Regions from separate parts of the Zea mays genome. Here region 2 is linked to region 1. Evidence: chromatin contacts called from public Hi-C data. All regions are on one chromosome and are shown on one strand. Each heading gives the region's core, a stretch centred on a gene start, on an enhancer-like site or on the middle of the called end of the contact. The rest is flanking DNA. Distances are from core to core; before and after follow the strand shown. Region 1 holds the start of LOC100274069 (Transcription factor Pur-alpha 1). Region 2 holds the start of LOC103649968.

The links. Hi-C and Micro-C count contacts between places; a contact is called where the count stands out from the background.
Region 2: a Hi-C map of tassel shows a contact between it and region 1, with 1.8 times the contacts expected there. The contact joins the promoter of LOC103649968 here to the promoter of LOC100274069 in region 1. A contact is called at or near these places in 3 of 25 Hi-C or Micro-C datasets (ear, leaf and tassel).

The regions. Positions count from the first base shown.
Region 1 is chr3:38,071,838-38,076,701 of Zm-B73-REFERENCE-NAM-5.0, reverse strand. It overlaps LOC100274069 (Transcription factor Pur-alpha 1), which reads right to left and starts at 2,522. Exons shown (of 5, transcript NM_001148448.1): 1 at 2,167-2,522; 2 at 2,016-2,063. The coding sequence starts at 2,496.
Region 2 is chr3:38,389,891-38,394,458 of Zm-B73-REFERENCE-NAM-5.0, reverse strand. LOC103649968 reads left to right here and starts at 1,740. Exons shown (of 12, transcript XM_008675662.3): 1 at 1,740-2,731; 2 at 2,828-3,609; 3 at 4,092-4,322. The coding sequence starts at 1,952.

The DNA of each region.
Region 1 (4,864 bases), core at 1,273-3,772:
TCGTTTGAGAGTCATGAAATAGACAGATGCCAGAAGAATATGCTAAGATCGCTGCGCCTAGTATACTAGCCAGTAAGATTAAGTTACACAATAAGTCTTTTCAAGAATGCAACAGACACGGACTGCTCAGGATCGTTATGTCCCTCAAAATGTCAAGGAAATAAAAAAAATATATGAAACTAAGAAAGCAAGGTGGCATGTTCAGCAACATGATAACCCACCAGCTAAAAAGGTAAAATGCAACATTTTATCAGAGAATATCATATGTCATTATTTGGATTTTGGAGCCACAATCTGAAAATATAAGACTTTTTATGTTAAGAGCATGCATCAAGGAGTGTCTTGAGATTTTTAATCCAAATAATGTCCAAATGGAGAGCCCAGATATGTGGTCTATAATGCAATATGTGGTCTATAATGCAAATACATGCAGCATGCATCAAGTTTTTGCTGAAAGTACAGCAACATACCATTTTCTGTTGGTTTCAGTTGTTGGTATCTTCAATACTCGATTTTCAACATGAAACTATGAACAGGTAGCTCTATTTTCTGAAATATATTGTTCCAATGAAATTAAGACACAAGCATTCAGGGTTGTAACTCATTTTTTTTAATAAAAATCATGGGAAAAAAACTGAAAAGTTTTATAGAAGGCCCATGAGAAAATAAATTGCTTTATCGATTTACCAGTATAAAAAATATATTGGATATTGCCACAAAAACACAAATATTGACCAAGCAAGCTTTATTTTCCCTTTTTCATTGGATTTGGAACCTCAAGTGCTACACCAGGCTAAAATTCAAGAACAAATCTGAATATAAACTCGCAACTCCAGAAATAAAAATATCACTGGTTACAGAAAAAACTATTGTAAATAAAAAAATAGCAAAATCAATGTAACAGCAACACATAAGCAAACAGCATCATCCATACAATTCAAAATTAGGAAACCGTCACGTAGTCAGGTGTGCATTTTGGTCAACAATTAAATGGCCTAAATGAAAAAAAAACAACCAATCCTGATTATCTTTCTATCTCCAGTTCTCCAAATCAATCAAGACCTGTTGGACACACTAATTGGTGGTGAACCTAGAGCACAACGTCAGCCATTTCTACTCCCTTTGGTATTCTTTACTTTTATAATGGTTTGCAAGGTGCGACTTTGATAACTATTTAATACTAAATTTATGTAATTATAAAAAGAGTTTTTTTTTTATGACAAAACACATGATTTTTAGGTGTCCAAAATAAATAATTTAAGTTATTGAAGTCAATGTTTTAAAAGCTGGATCAGATCTTGTCAAAAACATAATTAATTTTTCACTGGAAGGAGTAGTTAAGAAGTTAATACTTGGTAATTCTGCACGAGCAGAATGCTCTACAGTCTACACAACAGAATATGCCTCTAAAGGCAAACACAAGATACTACTTTGCTCGGTTGAGTACACCACCAAAACTAAGGCCACCAATTTAAAAAAAAACCCAAATAACTGGTAGTTACAAGCAGTAAAAGTGAAATTGCCAGGATGGCAGAAACCAAAACCTGCGACGGGAAAAGCTACTACAGAGGAAAGTCCCATTTTGGTCATCCATCTTTTGGTTGTGCCAATAGGACCTAAACCTTTCCACAGTTTGAAGTAACCCTCAAACACATCGTTTTAGGACATTTAACATATTGATGAACCCAAGCCTTGGTCAAGGAAGACCGTGCTTCTGACACATGGGCCCATGCTCCATAGCAATGGCAAACTTAGTCAGTAATACATCATACTCATTTAAGACCCAGATGTTTTGAACCAATGAAAATCTGAAGAGAACAATAGGACATTTTCAGTTATTAAATTCACACAAGCAAATCCTGTTCTAGCGCGACAAATTACGCCTTGTTCTAGCTAAACAGTTTAGCTTCCAAAAATAATGAAGTTCCCCAATTCGGCAATTTTCTCGTACCAACACACAAAACGATAGAGAAAATATGGAACTGCACTCGGTCATACAGAGAACGTTACGTCACCTTGAGGAATCGGCCCCTCTTGTTCTCCCCGATATCGAAATAGAACACCTGCACCACGCAATGAGCATAATTAAGCCACACCAAAATTAGCAACAAAGGCACGAGAATCAGCGGAAGAACGGGGCCAATCGCGTAGGAAGCGGGCCGATACCTTGGTCTGGAGTCGCAGCTCCTTGCTGAAAGCGTCGCGCTCGTCGGTGCGGATGTAGTAGTCGAAGAGGTCGAGGAACCAGGCCACGCCGTCGACGGGGACGATGATGGTGGAGCGCGTGGCCGAGGTCTTCTCGGAGATCTTGAGGTACCTCCCCCGCGGATTCTCCTTCAGATCGAAGTAGAACAGCTTGTGCTCGAACTGCAGCGTCTTGCTGACGAGCTCCACGTCGCCGCCACCGCCAACGCCGCCGCCCGGCCCGACTCCGCCGCCCACCATGACACCTGCCCCAACTCCGCCTCCCCCTACACCACCGCCTCCGCCGTCCATGGCCGTAGGGTTTTGGGGGAACGGAGGTCGCAATTAGGGTTTGGGTTTAAACGAAGGAGCTCGAGTGGAAGGGGATGTGAGGTTGGAAACGGGGATAGATCTCGAGGTGGGGCTTACTCCGAAAACGGTGGGCGACCCGGTTTGGGTGTCGTGGAAGGGACTGACGTGTGGGCTACTGTTTCAGCGGAGCCCATAAACCGGTGGGTCGGGTAGATTCTTGGTGGGCGGGATGGGCTGGGAGTGCTCGTGTGTGCGTGCGTGCGTGTTGTACCTGCGGATGCTGACCGCGCGCTCGTGGCATGCCGACCCGGTACTGGCGGGCTCACTCTCACTGACATGATTGGACTGTGTAAGGTTTGGGCACTTTTTATTCCTCTTTTGGGACTGGTTCTCTCGTGTCCGATTGACGAACATCATAGAAACTAGAGCCAGTTTGAATCATCAATGAAACTCGATGTTCAGTATTATGATCAGGTCAGCCTGTCACTTGGAATGTAGGATCAAGTGTTTGGTTAGTTTCATTTAGGGCTGGTTTGAGGATGGAAGGGACCAGGGAAGAAATCTCTTAGGCTGGTTTGGGAACTTCTTTCTTTTAAGAGATTTTCATTTTTCTAAAAAAAAGTAGTTTATTTTCCCTCAGGAAAATATGAATCCTTTAGGAAATCGAGCTCCCAAACTAGCTCTTACTATTTAAAATTGAATAGTAAGAAATTTCCTCCCTTATTATCCTCTAATTCTCATGTCACCGAACTAATCATTAATGATTTCTTCATAGAATCAGCTCTAATTATAGAACGAAAAATATAAATAGCAGTATATGGAAGGTTTATATATATACAATCCTAAATCCAACTAAAGGTTCTATCTCGATGTAAGTTGTCCACATGAGCTGTTGTGGCTTTAGATAAACACTAAGGTACGTAAAGTACCAAAAATAAGAGAGTTATTAGAGAGAGGGGCATAGGCGAGAGGTATATTGAATCTGCATGTGACCGAAAATTAGCATGCAAACGGTGTCAGAGAGGGATTCTCCGGCCGGGTGGCGGAGTGCACCCGCTCTAAATTCTAAGATGAGGAGGGGGCTTAAGCGTTTTGCCTATTGGTAGATGAACGATGAACTCAGGAACACGCGAGGATTTAGAGTGGTTCAGGCCGCCGGAGCGTAATACCCTACTCCACTGTGTGTTGGATTACTGTGGAAGCTTAAGATCTGAGAGTCTAAGTCTCTGTCCCGTCTGTGTGTCGCGTGCCCTCCCTTTTATAGCTCAAGGGGGGCACGTACAAAGACATTGAACCCCGACATGTGAGCCCAGGGACATAACGGATGGAATACCCGGAGCAACTAATGTCAGTCACCTTGTGCAATCTCCCTGTGCCTCGATATCCGCTGCTTGTGTAGCATTGGCGTGCAGCAGAAGCTTCCCTGGCATCGTATAAGTCATGATGACCATGGCGCGCGCGCGGCGGTATGGGCATACTGCCCGCTGTCTGATTGGACAGGCACGCCGCCTGTAGGGTGGTTTGGTTGTCGCCTGCCAGCGGAGTGGACGGGGCACATTAAATGCCGAGGCGGCACATCGCCTGTCAGCAGGGCGGACAGGCGGTGCGTCTTTTCCGCAATAAATGCAGAGATCGCGTGGCCCAGAGGCCTTACGTCAAGCTCCGCCCGCTGGCTTACGTCACGGGCAATAGGCCATGTAGCATCATCGGGTCTCCACCTGAGCGGGGAGCAGAAGCGCACTGGACAAAGCCCTGGCAAGTGTCTACGCCGGACCCCTGTGCGTCCCTGACCTAGGCCAGGGTATTCTCCATCCCGGAACCTTGCCGTGGGTGGCCCGGACCTCACTTAGAGGGGTCCGGGTCCCATCCGGGGGAACGTGGAGGTCCTGGGTCGTACCCGGAGGTCCGGGCTATGTATGCTGGGGTCCGGCACTTTCCCATGGGGTCCGGATCCACTGACGATATCATGGTATATGTTACCTTTTCTGGTCACGTGGCGGCCCCGGAGTCGCCCACGTGGTGGGGTCGGGCGCTGCTTATCACGTGTCTAGAGATAAACGTGCGGGTACCGCACCTTCATACTATAGTAGGGGTACCCCTGTTCTAGGGTACCGACAATGGCCCCCGGGCTCACCTCAGGGGAGGTTACAAGCCTGCAGGTGGGGCCAAAGCCTGATTGGTGATTGGCGTGCCAGTTTCGGGCACTTGCTGACATAGTCACCGCCAACCCGCCTTCGATCATGCCGCCTGCCACGTCTGTCCCCGCAGCTGACGGGTACGTGGCCCCCACGCCCGGCGGTTTTGTCGGGTTGTGCGTGGGGCGTCTCGTTGCCCCCGCCTAAGTTAAAAATATTCCTCAGCGGCCCCT
Region 2 (4,568 bases), core at 491-2,990, 320 kb before region 1:
CATCAAAACTGTCGCTATCACCAGTATCTTCAGACAAGCCTTCCAAAATCTCCCTGGTAATCTTCTCTGTATTTGTCTTTGCCATTAATTTAAGAAAACCAAGATTCTTCTCTTCAGAAAGGCTCAGTTTCGCTTCAGCAACAACTTTTTTATCTTGAGACATCTTCGGAGGTGATGAAAAACTGCTCTCGAATATGAAGCTTAAAAACTCAAAGCCAAGAAAGTGTTGGTGCGCAAGGGCTAAAAATTAGGCAAGCAAAAACAGATGGCAAGGGAGTGTGTCAAATGAATCCGCGATGTGCTCTTATTTATATGCCGAGTACGTCGAAAACTGAAGGGTCCCGCTTGTCAGTGGCTGTGGCTATTCTAGCAAAGGGAAGGTGTTTTTTCGGACCTTCGGCTCGGAGCCTTCGTCCATATCACAATCTGAATTTATCATTCTAACAAATTAATATTGCGAGGGGCTACTGTTGGGGGCCTTCGGCTTCCGAAGGTCCTCAAAAACATGATTTAACAATATTTCTGGAGTACAATGTGTGAACAGATATCTTCGGACCTGAGTTAAAACCACAACGTGAAGAAGCACAGAAGGGGTACGAAGGATGGCGCGGAGCCAAAGCTGTGTGTAGAAGAGCTTCGACACGATAGCGGAAAGGGAAACTGACTTAAAGATGAAAAGACTATTTAGACCTCGATGAATTATTATAGAGTTATTAGCAGATGTAAAGGGCATAGGTGTAATTTTACATGAGTTGTGTCCTGTGCCTATAAATAGATGAACAGTAACCCTGTACTGTTCACGCTGACTTGCATTTACTTTTGCGTCACGTTTGTACTTTTACCTTCTTTCAAGTCAAAGGTATATTTGTAACTCGATATATTTCTATTTTTCATAGCAATAAAATAGAAATGAGCTGATGATAATACATAATTGTTTATGTTATCTTTTATATTTTATGTAATTCCTTCTTCATTATGATATGTAATGTTTACGAAGGTATGTCCTTCATAACCTTCGTCCGAAAATCATTACATTCCAAGTGGAATAATGCTTCGAAGGACGAAGGACTTTAACGTTTAACATTTTTTGTGTTGCCTTGTTCTTAACTCTTAGCATTTGAGCACAAGTCCCCAACAAATAAATTTATCAAACTTCCAACTCCCTCTAAGACAGAAAAAACGTACCGATTGAATTGAAGGTGCTACTTGAGCCACACAATACTAAGAAAGTAGACAGAATAATGTAGCTGTGATGTGTGACATGAACTAGAGGTTAGAACAGCGAACTCCGATTTCATACGAGTTTTATTACAAAAGAATTCAGTTATGAAATGGAATTTCGAGTGTATCTCTGAAAAAAGTGTTCGCTGGAACTACTTTTGATTGTTTTGCCGATCACAACAAACTTATTTGAAGTGCAGCCTTTCATAAGCTGTATCTTGCTTATTTATATAAGCCAAAAAGTGTGGTACCGAATAATGCTATATATGAAGAAATATTTTGATTTTACTAAAATTATAGTATCGTGTCACAATATATTGTATACCATGTCATTGAAATATTGTGATACGAGAAAATTTCGTTTCCAAATAGGGTCTAAACTTTAGCAAGTGGAAAAAATGGACCTTATCCGTGGTTAGATGATTAGATTGTAAATTGCTGACGGAAGTGGGATCCCATGACAGCGATTAGCGTGTTGGTGACCATAATAGTCCGTGCCAGCACGATCGTTCTTTTCTGCCTTTTGCTGGCCTCTCCAGATATTCAAACCCAACCGCATGGGATCAGATCAATTCTCCCCACCCCGACGGCCCCACCCACCGCTTCTCTCTCTGTTCCTACAATGACCCACCGGTCAGCCCAGCCGGAGAACGCCGCCCGCTCCCCCGGCGTGCCGCCGCTGTAATTCTTCCTCCTCCACCCAGAGCTGCACGTCCGCGCCTTGCCACCGATGGATCCCGCGCCCGATCAGCTCTCTATCTCCGCCTCTGCCCCGTTCCCCACCATCCCGGCTGCCTCAAGCCCCAGGCCCCGCGCCGCGAGGACGCGGCGCCATGCCGCGCCCTTCCGGTCGGACCACCCCACCGCCGGGAGCTGGCGCTCCGGGATCGATCTCCCGCGCCGTCCTTCGGCCTCCGCCTTTTCCCAGCAGGAGCGTTATCCTTCCGTGGCCTCCTGGAGCGCCTCTCGCGACGCCAACTTTGTGTTCGGGAGCGGCGTGGCCGGTGCGCCGGAGATGAGGAGGAGCTTCTCGTCTGGATCCGGTGAGGCATCGTTGGCTGAACTTTCGTACGCAGTTCACAGGTTCGCGTTGGACGGTTCTGGCAGGCCAAGCGACATTGACGCTCCCGGAGGAGAAGGTACGCTTCCAGTGACAGACTCCGGTGGTCGCTTTGGGGCCCGTGGATGCAGTTCCACTTTGTATGAGGGCTTCTCTCTGGATTCTATTCACCATCAGACTGAGCACCTCGATGAAGAACGTGGAGTCCCGTCTCAAACCATACAATGCGAGAGTGTGGGGATGCGATCATTAGCTTCACCAACCCGCACTGATGAGAATGCTCCCATTGAATTTGCAAAGAGAGGGGACAGCTTGCCCATTCAAGATTCTGTGGATCAAAGTAGAAATTCTGGACATGATGCTAATGCCCACCATGATTTCTTTGTTTTTGGTGGACATGCTGGGTCCAATAGCTTCGCTACCAATGCAACTCAAACTAATACCAGTAAGGTACATTCAGCTGATAAAGAAACTGTAACATGTAACTCTGAACAGCTAAATACTTCAGTTTCTAAAGATGGAAATTGCATCAAGTTCATTTTGCAGGATGCAAAGCATGTGTTTGGTTCAAGTGACAATGATCTTCCAGGTTCGGAACCTTGTGAAATTTCTACCACGGTGGAAACACCGGATACTATAACCTCTAGCTTTGGATCTGAAGATGGGATCGTGACGGTTTCTTCCATAAAGGTGCCTTGCAATATTGAAGTAGTACCAGCCTCAGAACTTGTTGAATGTCAGCCATTTGATGAGAAATCTTTCACCTTTGACGACCAAAATGTACCATATAGGAACAAAGGAGGGGTTAAGGGTATGGGCATGAACAGAGGAGCTTTTATGCCAAATAAGTCCTCAGCAAACCAAGCTTCTTTTGAATCAGTCTCAAGAAGCGGGCATTGTTCTAAAAAAGTGTCTCCTGAAGAAAAGTTAAATTTGAAAGAAGCCAGTAGCTCTTTGCAAACAACAGAAAGTGGGCATGCTGAAGCAGAGTTTACGTCTGCAGCAAATACGGAACATTCTGGTCAATCCGATTTCATATTTTCTGCATCAACTTTCCATCAAAGCATGTTGCACCCGCAAAGACGACATAACAAGAAAAAAAGTGGAGGAATGGGTAATCATGCTAGCTCTATTCAAAGTCTCCCTTCATCCGCCATTGGACTCGCATGCTCAGAAGTCTCAGGAAGTCAGCAATGTGTGGATTTAGCTGCCAAGTGGACTGAATACAACAAAATAGAACCTAACAGGGTTGCAATCAGCAGAGGAGCCAGATGCTCAACATCAGAAAACTTTGGAGACCATGACAATTGTGAAACATGGCGATTAAGGTACCTGCATGACCTACTCTTGTGTCACCCTTCAACTTATTTAGCTAGGATGCACTTCTGCAAGGGTTGAACCACTCAAATTATTCAAGTAGTGGCAGAACACCTTGTGAAGCCATTTAGAAGTTCGGTTATATAGACTTCTTACAGTTCAGCAATTGGTTTGTTGGTTATATTTTTTTTTGTTATCTCTACTTCGAAATATTGATTACAAAACGTTTTGCTGGATTGCGGGTCAAAAAGTTGATTTCCATGCATGGTAGATTGCTAGGAACATTTCTGACTAATAAATAACAGAAAGAGAAACATATTTTGAGTTTTATAGGGAGATTGAGTGGCTTTACTGTTTGCGCTTCATTCACAAGGTACTGTAATTACTGCAGTTCCCGCACTGGTACTATTACACCGTCTGGTTGGGATGGCTTGGGCTTTATGTTCTTTATGATATTCAATGTTTTAAAGCTAAGCTGTGTATTTTGTTGTAGGGGAAACCAAGCATATGCAGAAGGATTGTTAACTAAGGCTGAAGAATGCTATACCCATGGGATTGATTCTTTTTCTCCAAATGAAGTTTCAAGAAAAGCATTAATGCTGTGCTACAGCAATCGAGCAGCTACTCGGATGTCTCTGGGTAAGATGAGAGATGCCCTATCTGATTGTCAAGAAGCCATTGATATTGATTCCAGTTTTCTCAAGGCACACGCCAGAGCCGCCAAGTAAGACCAATGCACAAACTTCAACACTAAACTATTGGGGTTTGTAACTTTGTATTCATGTTAAATCTATTCAGACAATTTTGCAGCAATGGTATTTTGTCTTATAGGAAATCCAAGGAAACATCCTACTATTTTAACGAGCTCTTGGGATTATATTTTAACTCACCCTAACTGATATAGAGTGTTGCATACTTGCATCCAGATCTCAAAATAAATAAATATTTCATGCAACTAAGTTTAAGATTC